Linked DNA regions of Mus musculus: region 1 is linked to region 2. A link is a contact called in public promoter capture Hi-C data. All regions are on one chromosome and are shown on one strand. The core of a region is the stretch at or near the end of the contact, and the rest is flanking DNA. Distances in the headings are between cores, read along the strand shown.

The links. Promoter capture Hi-C pulls out the DNA fragments that hold promoters and counts their contacts.
Region 1: a contact with region 2 is called in a promoter capture Hi-C map of cranial neural crest. The contact joins the promoter of Trim71 here to the promoter of Amotl2 in region 2.

The regions. Positions count from the first base shown.
Region 1 is chr9:114,559,128-114,566,369 of GRCm38.p6, forward strand. It overlaps Trim71 (tripartite motif-containing 71), which reads right to left and starts at 5,242. Exons shown (of 4, transcript NM_001042503.2): 1 at 3,178-5,242. The coding sequence starts at 3,990.
Region 2 is chr9:102,714,671-102,721,251 of GRCm38.p6, forward strand. Amotl2 (angiomotin-like 2) reads left to right here and starts at 3,134. Exons shown (of 10, transcript NM_019764.2): 1 at 3,134-3,232; 2 at 5,411-6,206. The coding sequence starts at 5,473.

The sequences.
Region 1 (7,242 bases), core at 3,992-6,491, about 12 Mb after region 2:
TTAGGACTAACTGGCTCTCTAGGCGCAAAACTACCCAAAAGCCCAAGCAAGCAGTCTCCCTTTGACAGGAACCCAAATCCCTCCTTTTTAAAAAAAAAAAAAATTTAAGTTTTTTGAAATAAGATCTCACTTTGTAGACCAGGCTTGCCTCAGAATCATAGCCACGTTCCTGCCTCACCCTGGGATTGCACGGACTGTCCCGCTCCTTCTAAGTTTTAAAGTCCTTGTAATTTTTACTTCAGCCAACTGAACATTCAGACATCTTGCTTCAGTTTCCAAATCGGGGGCTTGATGGATACAGTTTCCCAGGGAAACTGTTTTTCTCCCCGAGATGTTGCCTGACAAGCAAGGTACTCCAGCCACATCACCATCAGTCCCCCAAAACGGACACCCCAAATCACCTCGCCCTGTTAAGAGGATTAACTTAACATGGTCACATATTTTAAACTCAGGATGGCACAGGGGAACTCAAAGGAGAAGTCCTGTGTACCAAGAACAGTATAAAGACAGGGGTCCATCTATCACCCCCCCAAAGTGAAGACAGCAGTCCACCTATCAATCACACACACACACACACACACACACACACACACACACACACACACACACACACCCCGGCCCTCAGGTACTCTTTCCCAGCCAGAGGCAGTAAAGATCAGCTCCGTCAGAGGGAGGAGGCTTGTGGGTCTTTTTATCCAAAGTATCTTTCTGTCATCTTCAAGAGTCTAACAATTTCCAAGCTTCTAGCTTTAATGAAAAGCTGAGAAAACTCAGCAAACCTGAGGTTCCCCCTTCAACAGACCCCAATCTTAACGTCTCCTAACTGCACACGCAAGAGGGACTTTAAAGACATCTGGGTCAGGCCCGGGTTAGAAAGAGCCTCTCCCACGCTGTTCAAATGCTCCGATAATTTACAGTGAATAAACCAGACATGGCAAATAATGAAACTGTCATCTGCAGAGAAAGGAGTGGAAAGGGGGCGTCCATCCTCCAAGGAGGGAAACCCTGGCTTTCCCTCAAGGTGGTCTCTGGAGGGATAAGGGGGGCTTCGAAGGTGTGGGCGGGAGGACCACCTCCTTGAAGCTGTAAAGGAATACTACAAAGCTGACATGGTCTCAGACCCCCCAACGTGGTAGGTATGCATTTATGACAGGAAAACGGAATGAAAACTGAGCAAGAGGGCAGGTGATAGGAGGCATGGAGGAAAGAAAGCATTCATATGAAGAAGCCATCGAGAGATTCATTTTGTCTGCTTACTACAAAATGTTTTGTGTTGTTCTGAGGTAAAGCCCGTCATGGTAGCTCACATCCATAATGTCAGCATTTGGGAAGTTAAGGGAGGGGATGACTGGATCCGAGACCAACTAGCCTGGGCTACACAGATCCAAGCCAGCCTAGACAAGACCCTGTCTCAAAATACACACGCAGGGAGTTAGCCTTCCTCAAATCAGCCTTACCAAACACCTACAGCTGACTGGAGCATCCGTGAATAAAAATTAACAAAAAAGGTGACCCTGCTGCACTTCCTCTCCCCCAGTGGAGGGAAACCATCCCTTTTCAAGGGGCCCTTCCCTGCCTGGTCCTCGAACCTGATCCTAGGATTAGGATGAAGTGAACCGGCTCCATCTTCCTGCTCAGGGGATTTTCTAAAAGTAATGAAAGGACATACCAGAAACATCCAACCACAAATGCGAGAAAACGGGAGTCAACCCTGGGCTGAAAACCCAAGTGTGTCACTGACTTCACTTCAAAATTAACCTTTAGAAAGTTTACTCTCTTAGCACTACAATTAATTTTTTCCCCCAACCTCAGTCAATTTAAGGCCGTCAGAGGATAACTCCGCCCTCCTCCCCAATAACGTTAGACCGTGGACCCCGCTGCGGCGGTGGTCGCAATCCCACACTTAGCCTAGCCGCGCGGGATTGTGTTTGTCCCCTGCTGTCCTCCCAACGCCAGGAATACCTCCGCAAATCGCACAGGGTCTCAGGCTCACATGCAGATTGAGACCAGGTTACCTAACCCATCAAGGATAAGAGGGGTTCTGCCTAGCCTCTGCTCTCAGCTTCCAGTGGGGTTCTCGGGAACAGAAGGGGGCCAATACCAAAATAAAAATAATGCCCAAAGGGGTAGTCAGGTCTGAGGGCGGCAGTGCAGCCCTCTGATACTGTATGCCCCCGTCCGAGCTGCGGGAGGCTCCGAGTTTTTCCAAGGCAAGTAGAGCGCCTGCGGATGCAGGGTGGCTACCCGGTCTGCGCGGGTCGGGAGATGGGGCCAGAGACCCAACTGCGGTGGTCCCAATCTGGCTTCTATCTCTCTCAAGGGCCCCCAAGGAGGTCACATGGTCACTGCACGTGGGTACTCACCGACCAGAACATGCTTTTACATAGTGCGTAAGACAACTGTAGAATTAAAAATAAGGACTTAATACAGGGTCCCTTGGTTAGTAAAATGGCATAGGCAAGGCCCCTTACCAACATCCTGGCAAACAACGCGGTAAATGCCAACCTGTGCAAATGACAACAAAAAAATCAAGTCGTCCGGCCAACCACGCACGCGGGAAGCCACCCCGCGGTGCAACCATCCCTTCCCCTCCCAAGAGCCCTCTCAGCACGTTGGGCGGCCTCTGGCGGGCCCACACAAAAGAAGTCCACGACTCCACAAACATACTCATCTCCACAAAACTCGTGCCCAACAAGATAAGCCCACTGTACATTTTATCACACAGGAGAAAAAAATATTAATAAATGAAGTTTGGCTAGAGATGACTTATTGGTTAAGAGGCATTTGCCGTAAAACCTGAAAGACCTGACTTGGGTCCCCGGGTCCCACTTAGTGAGGAAAGGCGACTCCTGAAAATGATCCTGACCTACACACGAGTACAAATAAATGGGAAAAAAAAGCAAAAAAAAAAAGAAGGGAAATTCAAGGGCAGACTTGGGTAGCATAAGCTCTGGGTTCGAACCTCACCACTAAAATTAAACAAATGAAAACAAAAAAGGAGGGAATCTCGTGTTTTGGGACTCCTCGGACATGCAGAGAAGGAAACCGTCCTCAAATCCTGGTTCTCCGAGAAACTTGGGGGTTTGGGAGAGGCGATAATACAAGTCCACACACACACAAAAAAGTAAAATAAAATAAAAGTCCCTTTGCCCTCGCCCGCGCCCCACGCGCACTCACCTCATCGTCGTGGTGCTGGCAGAAGCCGAGGCGCTCCGGGAACACCGAGAGAATGGAGAAGGGCGCGCCCGCGAAGGGCGGCCCGAGCCCCAGCTGCTGTGCCGCGGAGGCGGCCGCAGGCCCCGGAGGGCCGCGCTCGATGTAATGGTCCTTGGTGAGGCGGACGCGCTGGTGCGCGCGGACACAGTTGTCGCACAGGTGTTCCTGGCAGTCGAGGCAGCGCGACGAGGCGGCGTTGCCCTCGTCGCAGGAGCTGCAGCCGTGCGGCCGGCGCATCAGCAGCGACCCGGGGGAGGCGGCCGGGCCGGGCGGCGGCTGCGGCGCTGGAGCGGCGGCGCGCTGGGCCGGGTGGTGCGCATGGTGCCGGTGGTTGCTGTGGCCGCCCGCGCCCCCGGGGCCGCCGCCCGCGCGCCCGTTCTTGGGCGGCGGCTCTTCGGCGGTGGCCACCACGGCGTCCAGCAGGTTGCTGAGCAGGAAGGCGGAGGATGGCAGCGCGTCCATGCCCGCCGCCTCGGCCAGGACCACCTTCTGGTCACATACGGGGCAGCGCAGCTTCAGCGCCTCGGCGGGGCCCGCGCCTCCGGGAGCGGGCAGCCGGTGCGCCTCGAGGCACGGCCGGCAGAAGGCGTGCAGGCAGGGCAAGACGTGAAGACGCCGCGCCGCCGCCCCGGGGCCGCCGCCGCCCGCCGACGACGTGGAAGTCTGCGAGGACGACGACGAGGCGGACGAGTTGGAGGAGAGCGGCGCGGGCGAGCCGCACATCTCCTTGCACAGCAGGCAGATCTGGAAGTCGGTCTCCGGGAACGAAGCCATTTGCAGGCGGGCTGGAGGGCAGAGGGCGCGCGGCGAGGAGGATGAGGGCGCGCGGCTCACTCAGCAGAGCGCATCGAGGACGCGGTGGAGGCGACCCCTGGGCCACCTCGGCAGGGCGGGTTTGCACTGCTACTCCTCAGCAAACGAGCGCCCGCACAAGTCTCAAAGTCCGCCGTGGAATCCGGTCCCCGCGGCGCAAACCAATTTGGTCCCAACGAGTCTTGCTTGTGTTGTTTTTTTTTTTTCCTTGCCCTCCGGCTAAATGAATTGAGCCTCCTGGAGGGAGGGGAAAACGTCCGGGAGTCGCAGCAGTCCAAGTCCCCGCGCGCGCCGCCGGCCGCCCCGCCGCATGACGCGGCGGCAGGAGCTCCTGCGTGGCGGCCGAGGCGCAGCCTCCCCCGCGGCGCGGTCGGCTCGGGCGCGCAGCTGCGCCTCGTGCGGGGGCCCCCGGCCCGCGGAAGCACGCGTGCCAAGTACGCACGCGCGCCCCACACGCTCCGCGCCCGTGCGCAGCCCTGCCGGGCCGCGGTCTCTATGCGCTCACACGCGCGCGCGCCCCACGCGGCCCGGCGCCCGCGTGTCCTCCGGCCTCCTGGCTCGCTCTCTAGCGCGCGCTCCGACCCTTCTCCGGCCTCAGGCGCTCCGCGGCGCGGGGCCGCAGGTCCCCGCGGGCCGCCCTGAATTATTCATCGGCGGGAAGATATTGGATGTACGGGCCGCCCGCTCCGCGCGGGGCCGTCGTGCAATGCTATCCGCGTTCCGCGCGAGCCGCGCGCCCCTCCTCCTCACGGCCGTCCTCTCCGAAACCTGGGCAGCGAAGGAGGATCACATTTCCTTTGTCATCGGGCCATTTCACCCTCGCTTGGGTCCCCCCTTCAATCCCGGAGCCTCGGGAACCGAGTCTCCCTCCCGGGCTTGCTCGAATCAGAGGAGTACGCGAGGGACCCGCGCGGCCACTTCGGGAGCCGCGTGGCCAACGCCGCCCGCGGCTCCCGCCTGCGTCATCCTCCTACGAACGATTCGCCGAGCGGGGATGCGGGTGGCCCCGGCTGCGCTGCGCCTACCGGGCTCAGGCTCTCCCGATGCCCTGGTGTCCTGGGTTGCTTTGGGCTTTATTTTGCACGACTCCCCCGAACGAGGGGCTGTGTGCGTGCGCGTGTCCCCCTTCTTTCTCCGCTTTGCCGCCTCTCAGAACGCGGGTTATTGGGACTGATCGGAATTCGGAATCCTTTTAATCTCCAAAGGAGCAAACTCACTTCCGCCCGAGTGCTGGGAGGGGTGGGGGAGGGGAGGCCGGGGAGGGGGTTCCAGGCAAACAGGAAACATTAGCCCTCTTGGCCCGGCCGGCTTTTGTGTACGCCTCCCCTCCTCCCACCACCCTCCTCCCCCGCTCCGGCCGCGGGGGAGACGATCGCCCCCAGGCCTCAGTGTGACGACCTTTGGAACCTCCTGGGCGAGGAACGCAGAGCGACTCTTCCGTTTATTAAAAAAAAAAAAAAGAAAGAAAGAAAGAAAAAAAGACTTCATTCTGAATCTTTGCCTCTTGGAAGCTGATGGCCACTGCCCCGGAGAGCTAGGTCCCCCCACCCCCAACACCACCATCACCCCCTTTTTTTTCTCTTCCTTTTCCTTTACATTTCTCTAGGACTCTACAAAGCTGAGACCGACCTCAAGCATCGCACAGTTGTGCAGTTGGATGCATGGAACTAAACGACTCTGAATTCTGGACGTCCAAGGGGCTGGTTGCTCTCAGTTTTAATGGGAGCCCAGGCAGCTGTTAAGAGAAGGCGACCCACTGACGGGCCCCGCGGCCATCTGGGTGGTGCCCCAGGCGGTTCTGAGGGTGAAACTTTAAGGCTCTCAGAAGAAAGACTTGGAAAGGCTGCTCTCAGAACTTTTTTTTTTTAATGCTACTTAAGATGGGTGTGGTGGTGTACCCATTATAATTCAGCAAGCAAGAGGCTAGGGCAGAACTACACTGTGAGACCCTCTGTCAAATTAACTCGCGAGTAAAATACATAAACAAATGCCATCAAGCTGTGTATAAAATTTCACTCTGTAGATTATACTTTGAAAGGAAAAAGACTGCACGCTGGACCCTCACACGTTCAAGATCTGGGCTACATGAAACCTCTCAAGAAAGTGATGAAAGAACTGGAAAGGTTAGCTCTGCAGTCCATCAAGAGGAGAGTTCAATTCTCAGAACCCCACTTTGGGTGGCTCTGAACTTCTTGCTTCATGTGCACATACCCCCACATAGACACACTGTGTGTGTGTGTGTGTGTGTGTGTGTGTGTGTGTGTGTGTGTGTGTGTGAGTGTGTGTGTGTGTGTGTGTATGATTATGAAAGCCTAGAAGAGAATGTAGCTTCCAATCTAAGTAACCATTCCTGGATCGTAATGATACGGATAGGATGCAATTCTAGATACTGCCTTTTATTCATGGGGAAAAAAAAAAAAAACAACAACAGAAAAGATCATTCTAGAAACATGAATCCATTCTGGACAGGCTGCTGAAGAGGCAAATCCCTTGGGGCTCAGATACTTCAGGGACAAGCCACACACACACACACTCCTCTCCCCCACCCCCACCCCCCACAAGTGACCTACAGCATCATGGGAAGACCAGAGACCCCTCTGCTTTCCAGAGCTCCACTGTCCAAACAACATCGAAGATCCCTTTGTGACCTTCTACTCCTGGGATGTGGAAGTGAAAATTAACTATGGGCCCTCCAAAACTGAACAGAGCTCCCCTAAACAAAGATGGGAGACTTTATAATATAAAAATGAGGACCAGAAGGAACTCTCCTTTCTGTTTATAATGAAATTGTTAGGGAAGGCTTCAAAAAAAATTTTAATGACCGTTTGGGCACAGATCTCTCTGCAAGGTAAAGGCACTTGCTACTAAATCTGAATTTTTAGTTCAGTTCCCGGTATCACAGGGTGGAAGGAGAGAAGCACATTATCTTCTGTGGCAGCAAGAATACATCACACACACACACACACACACACACACACAGTGCACACACATACACACACACACATACACACACACACACATACACACACACACACACACACACATACACATACACACACATACACACACACACATACACAAACATACACACACATTCACACACACACACACTCACACACACATACACACTCACACATACACACACACACATACACACACATACACACACACACATACACACACACATACGCACACACACACACAAGTGTAAAG
Region 2 (6,581 bases), core at 1,884-4,383:
CCCTTCCCAGCTACCCTATGTGAGCCTGCTGGTCTGAGACCTGGGAAGAAAAAGAGGAGGTCACAGTGATGGAAAGCTGGGGATCTAAAGCAGAGGTAGGGGCCATTGAGGATGAGCAGAAAGTGTGCAGAAAAACAAAACAAAACAAAACAAAACAAAACAAAACAAAAACCACCAAAGGCTCTTGCTTGGCTCCTCCACCAGTGGAACAGAGAAGGGTTGGTATTTTCATCTCTGTGGCACTTACATCATCAGCTCTTCTAGTGTTTTGTTTCTGGCCCTGGATACTAGTCGGCTTCCTGTTCCCATAACCTGTCAAGTAGAGTGTCAAGGGAAGCTGGGAAGGGGAATTTCACAACCAGCTGGTTTCCTTTGATGTTGCCACGAGAGCCCCAGAGTCCCTCCCCCCACCAACCAACCATTTGGGAAGTAAGTAAGCAGGTCTCTTCTGGGTAGCTCAAGGCAGGGGGCTCGGCAGAGGACCTGCCCTCACATTCCAGCAGGGGGCTGGGAGGTGCAGCTGCCTGATCAGGATGAGGAGGGAGGAGAGGGTATGGGCATCTGAACAATTTGCTAAACCCAGAACACACCTCGGATGCAGCCACACCCCTGTGAGCTGAGCTCTCCAAAGCAATGGCTTTCTCTGAGAACTGGGTCAGCTTTGCAGCTATCCCCGGGCAAGTTTCCAAACCCAGCAAGTCCCAGAGTCATCAGGGAAGAATCGTTACCTGCAGGGGGTGGGGAGAAATCAGGGAGAGAGAGACCGAGGTGAGGTAGGAAGCACCTGCCTCCCTACTTGGGTCTCTTTCTCCCTGTTCTCAGTGAAGATGGATGTGCAAGCAGGCTGGCCACCCCAGGGCCCACCAGTGTTTAAGCTCCCCTGGGACATTTGAGACAAGGCCACGGTCTCAATCCAGCACCCTGCAGAGCCAGGTGTGGTTGCCAGCTCAGGCAGATTCCACTGAGGCCTCAGGCCTGACCTTCTTGCAAAGAGGAGAAAAAAAAATGTGTGTAAATTCCATCTGAGACTCCCTCCCCAGACTCTGTCCCTTTGAGCCACATACCTAAACTGACTCAGGGCTTGTTTTGGACTGAAGTAGGCTTGCCCACCCCCCCAAATTGAACCTTTGGATTCTAGCTGCCTTAAACTGGCCCCTTTCTCAGAGTATCTCAGGAATGCTTGTTAGTCAAACATTTGTTAGGTGTCAGTGAATCCCAGGACTGCGCCATATGGCCTTTCCCCTGATTTTGTAATGCAGAGCATATGTGCCTGCACCTAGTAGGTGTCTCTCCACCAAGGGTTTCCAAGAATGCTGCCCATGAAGTGAGGGCACCTGGGAATCCCTTCTCTAGTCTTTGTCATAGGCTCCTACCGCAGCCAGCGGGGACAATGGTGTGTGTGTGCGAGCCACAATTTCTCTTTGTAAGGTAGCCTTTAGCTTGGCACATTTGTTATTTTCTCATCTGTGTCAGACACAAACAGAATCTAAAATGCAATATTTGGATTTCAAGTAAAACATATACACATTTTTTTGTTTTCTTTTTAGGCTTTTTGTTTTATCTTATATGTATGAATGCTTTGCTTGCATGTACGGTCAAACACCATGTAGGTGCCTCGTACCAGCATAATTTAGAATTGCCTATCAGATCCTCTGGAACTGGAGTTACAGATGGCTGTGAACCACCAGGTAGGTGCTGGGAATCGAAGGCACATCCTCTGTAAAGGCAGCAAGGGGGGTTAACTCCTGAGAACCCCTCCCTTTTAAAGGAAAGCTTTATACAAAAATAACCACATCCCTGACTATTGAGTTTGAAAGGTTTCTTGTCCTTGGTCCCCTCCAGCAAACTTAGGAATTGAGAACGCCGAGGGAAGGAGGGGGTTGGGCCCGGCAGTCCCGCAGCAGAAATTGGTCCTGATTCGAGGTGGATGGGACTGAGGAATGCACGCTCTAACCAGAAAGAGGGTGGGGGGGGCGGGGAGGGGAGGGAGTCAGAGCAGCTAAGCTGGAGGAGTCTCCTGGGGAAGTAGAAGGGTCCAAATGACAAAGGAGTCGATTCCACACCAAAAGCCAGAGAAGCGGAAGACAAAGAGGGTTGGCTAGGTGTAGACGAGGTGGAAAAGACACTGAAACTCGGGACAGGTAGGTGGAAGCAGAGACTCTCTGCCTTGTCAGGTTACGGAGACCGGATTTTGAAGACCAAGAAAAGGGACCTGGCTTCATTGGCTACTCTCTGTGTGACCCTAGGCAAGTTGTTTAGACTCTCTGAACCTTGGTTTCTTATTTATTACAGACATGATAAGAGCACCGTCGGAGGGTTACTGGAGTCGGATGGCCGAGTAAAAAGCAAGTGGTGACCCGCCGCGTGCTTGGCTTAAAGATGAGCGGAGTTAGGGAGGAGTTGGACCGAATGCCCAGTGAGTGGTTGATTCATTTAGTTAGGTAGTGGGTTAAATCCACCAGATTTTCAACCCAGATTCACACACTTCCTGTAGAGGCAGGATTAAAAGAGCTGGCCAAGGTGTTTGTAAACAATAAAAGTGCAATTCAAAGTTTGCCGCTGGGGGGTGAAATAGTAGGAGTTAGGAAAGAGGCTGGGCAGCGGCGGGCCGAAACATCGTTTCGTCTGCAACACTGTCAAGGCTGGGCGGATGTGAACTGCTGTGCAGTCCTCCCGCCATTTCCAAAACGCCACAGACCCTTCTTACAGCCACCATAGGGGCGTGAGAGGCTGATCCCTGGAGTCGTCCCTCGGTGCCTGTAGGAATGGAGGGTGAGAACCCGGTGCGGGCAGTGGTGGGGCGATCTTGGGACGAGTTGGTTAAGACACTCCCAACAGCTAGGACACAAAGCAGGGTGGCAGGGAATGAATGCCGCACGGCCGCCAGAGCCCAGAGTGGCAAGGGGACAAGGCTGAGGCCAGCCCAGCGGCCAGCCGCAGCGCCGCCTCCCGGGAGGAAGGCGGGGGCTGGCCCGGGGAGCGGAGGGAGGCGGAGAGCGGAGGAGGGCGGCGCGCTGAGAGGTTATTTGTGGTTCGCTTTGATCCCGAGGGGGAACCTGAAACTCTCACATTCCTGGCATAGCAGCCGCCTCCAGCGCGGGCTGACCTAGAGGCTGCGCACTGGGGCGCGAGCAAGCAGATCATCGGCGCCACCGACTAGTGCGCACCTCCGTTGCTGACTGTACCTAAGCCGAACCGGGTCTGCGTGCGCCGGCAGCCGCGGGCCGCAGCGGTAAGCAAGGTGCCGGGCACTCCGGGCAGTGCGCGAGGCCGGCGGGGACGCTTCCCAGCAGCAGCGGGACACCGCGATCAGTCCGACCCTTTCTGGAGATCGGAGCTGGGGTGGACGAGCCTCCCCGGGAGCGGGAGGGGAGACTGTGAACCCTTTCGAGGATCGATCCTGGGTGTCTAGCCTAGACTGCTCGCGCTTTTGTGGGGGTGAGGACACCATTCTCCGACCCACTGGGGCTGGAGGAAGGACAGAGGATCAGTGTTTGGGAGTGTGCGTCTCGCGTGCGGGGCAAGTGAAAAGCTGCGGTAGGCATATCTCGCTGAATTATGAGGTTACCGTGGCTGCTTTGTCTGGATTGGGGATACAGGTGGCTTTTACCCTCAGCTAGCTCAAGAATTCCTCTTTGTCTTCCTTGGAAAATCCTCTGCGGAGCCACGAACTGGCTCTCACTTAGAAAGAATGCAGCCTGCTGTCCAGTCCGGTGACGTCAGCGCTGAAGTATTTGGAAAACAAAGAGGGTTAGGGAGAGAGGCGTACCCGCGATGCTTAAAGACCTCTCGCGGTTGCGGGTTTTGCTCGCCCGGGGCGCTCGGGCAGCCACCGGTGCTAGTGGTCTGCCTCGGTAGAGGTGAGTAACGCCGGGACCCTGGACTGGCCTGGTTGACTTGGAGACTAGCGTTGGTTCCTTTTGCTGGAGTGAGCCCAGGCCAAGGCCAGAGACCCGTGTTTGCTTAGAAAGGTGGCTGGTTTTCCGAGTGCAGCGCTCCAGTGCAGCCCAGGTACAGCGCCCGTGTAAGGAAGTTGATTTTCAGTAAGTGCTCTTATATAAGTATTTGAAAGAAAGATTGTGCATCTAGGGGATTCGATTGGGACGTTTGTGCGATGAAAGGCCTCGGAAATGTTCGGTGCTCCGAGAGCCTGGCTCATAGTCGGCGCGCCTGGAATCTGCCGGGAAGGCTCAGCATTCCTTCTAGCCGCTCCCGGATCCTTAGCGCGAGTCAGCCCAGACAGTGATTAACTTAGGAAATACCGCGTAGAAAAAGCCGCGTGTGAGCAGACTCTTCAAGTCTTACACATTGCAGGGTGCAGTTGGGGGGGGGGGGGAGGATTAGTTGCTGGCTTGGGTATCGTCAGGGCTCATTACCTTTCTCCAGCTCTGCCAACATACCATTCCCAAACTGAGGTAGGACAGGGGGCTAGCATTAGTATGGCACAGAAAGGGGCCACCACCCCCTTCCTTTGTCTCCCCCCTCGCCTCATTACCCCATCAACTGGCATAGGTAGTTGTTACTAATATCAACAGAGATGCAGAGGGATCATCCCCTGTGTGCCTCTAGCATACACGTAGGGAGGGGTTTTTCTAAGTAGCAAATGTGTGTGCCAAGAAAAGAGGTTGGTGGTCATGGAAAATGTTTCCCTGGCTCAGTTACTGCAAGCTCCCCTCTGCCTCCTCACCAATTTCCATGGGGCTTCTTGTGCTGCTCACCTTGCAGAGTGGCTGCTAAGGTCATCTGTGACAGGGAGACTCAGATTTATTTTATCAGCAGCCTTTGAGCCCAGGGTCTGGCTCACGCGTCTTTATTCTAAAGAATCAATGGAATTATTTGCTTAGGGCTTCTTTCTGCTGGGCTACATTCTTTCTTTACCGCCTGCCAGTAAACTGGGAACCCTATTGCTAAGTGGTTGAATTTGATGGACGCCTGTCCTACAGTTTGCCCATGAGATTGTTTGGGGTAATGGCTGACTGCCGGGGACTGTGATATGAGATAGCCTTCTGGTTTTCTGTTGTATATCTGTAAGATCAGCTAAATCTCCATAAATGTTACAATGATAAGCATTTGCCAAGGATTTATAGCATACCAGGCGCTCAGCTTCTTACATTTCAACTCCAAGAGACACACTGTGTGTGTGTGTGTGTGTGTGTGTGTGTGTGTGTGTACATATATATGTATGTATATACATATATGCATATATATATTTATATTAATGGCAAACTAAGGATCAGAAGCTCAGTAACTAAACTTAATCAATAGATGGCCATATTAGCACTTGCATCTGGGCCTGTGTAAAACCACCCACCTACCCACCCAGCCTCCTCCTTCATCCAGAGTGTTCCTGCAAGTGCCCCTCCCTCCTTTGTTTGTGCTTCCTTTGACTGCTATTCTTTCTGTCTCTTAGGTGCTCTGAGACCAGGTGCCTGCTGGCCATTGTCTAGGCAGGTGTGTGCAAGCCAGAGAAGCATGAGGACACTGGAAGACTCCTCAGGGACAGTCCTGCACCGTCTCATCCAAGAGCAGCTGCGCTACGGCAACCTGACAGAGACTCGCACTCTGCTGGCTATCCAGCAGCAGGCCCTGCGGGGTGGGGCTGGAGCTGGGGGCACGGGGAGCCCCCAGGCTTCCTTGGAGATCGGAGCACCCGAGGACAGTCAGGTGCTGCAGCAAGCCACCAGGCAGGAGCCCCAGGGCCAGGAGCATCAGGGTGGAGAGACCCACCTGGCAGAGAACAGGCTGTACCGGCTGTGCCCACAGCCCAGCAAAGGAGAAGAGTTGCCCACCTATGAGGAGGCCAAAGCCCATTCGCAGTACTACGCAGCGCAGCAGGCAGGGTCCCGGCCGCATGTTGGGGACCGGGATCCTAGAGGAGGGGTGTCCGGAGGCGGCCGGCGACAGGATGAAGCTCTTCGAGAGCTGAGGCATGGCCATGTGCGCTCCTTGAGTGAACGGCTTCTGCAACTGTCCCTGGAAAGAAACGGTGCTCGGGTCCCCAGCCACATGAGCTCTTCCCACAGCTTCCCTCAGCTGGCCCGCAGCCAGCAGGGCCCCCAACCCCGAGGGCCCCCAGCTGAGGGCCCAGAGCCCCGCGGGCCACCACCTCAGTACCCACACGCTGTAATGGCTCAGGAGACTGCGGCTGTCACTGACCCAAGATACCGACCCCGAAGCAGCCCACACTTCCAGCATGCCGAAGTCAGGTAACCCCAGATTTCTTTCTAGTTCGGTCTCCCAGGAGGAGGAGAACCCCAAGATCATATATATCGTGGATCTCAACTGTCATGATCCCAATCCCAGGGCACCCCCACCAGTTCCTAGGGCTGTCTGATCTAGATCTACCCTCTCCTGTCTTGAGAAGGGAGAGCTGGGGGGGCTGGAGGGTAAGGGGATTTAGCTGATCCAGTCATGGTAGCATGCCTGTAATGTTTAGGTGAGGCAGGAGGATCACACCACCAGCCTGGACAACGTAGCAAGACTGTCTAAAACAAAAAGAAACTGACATCATTGCTTTAACTCAAAATATACATAGCATTGTCTATAGCATTCAAATAAGGAGGGCTCCCAGGGATGTGAAT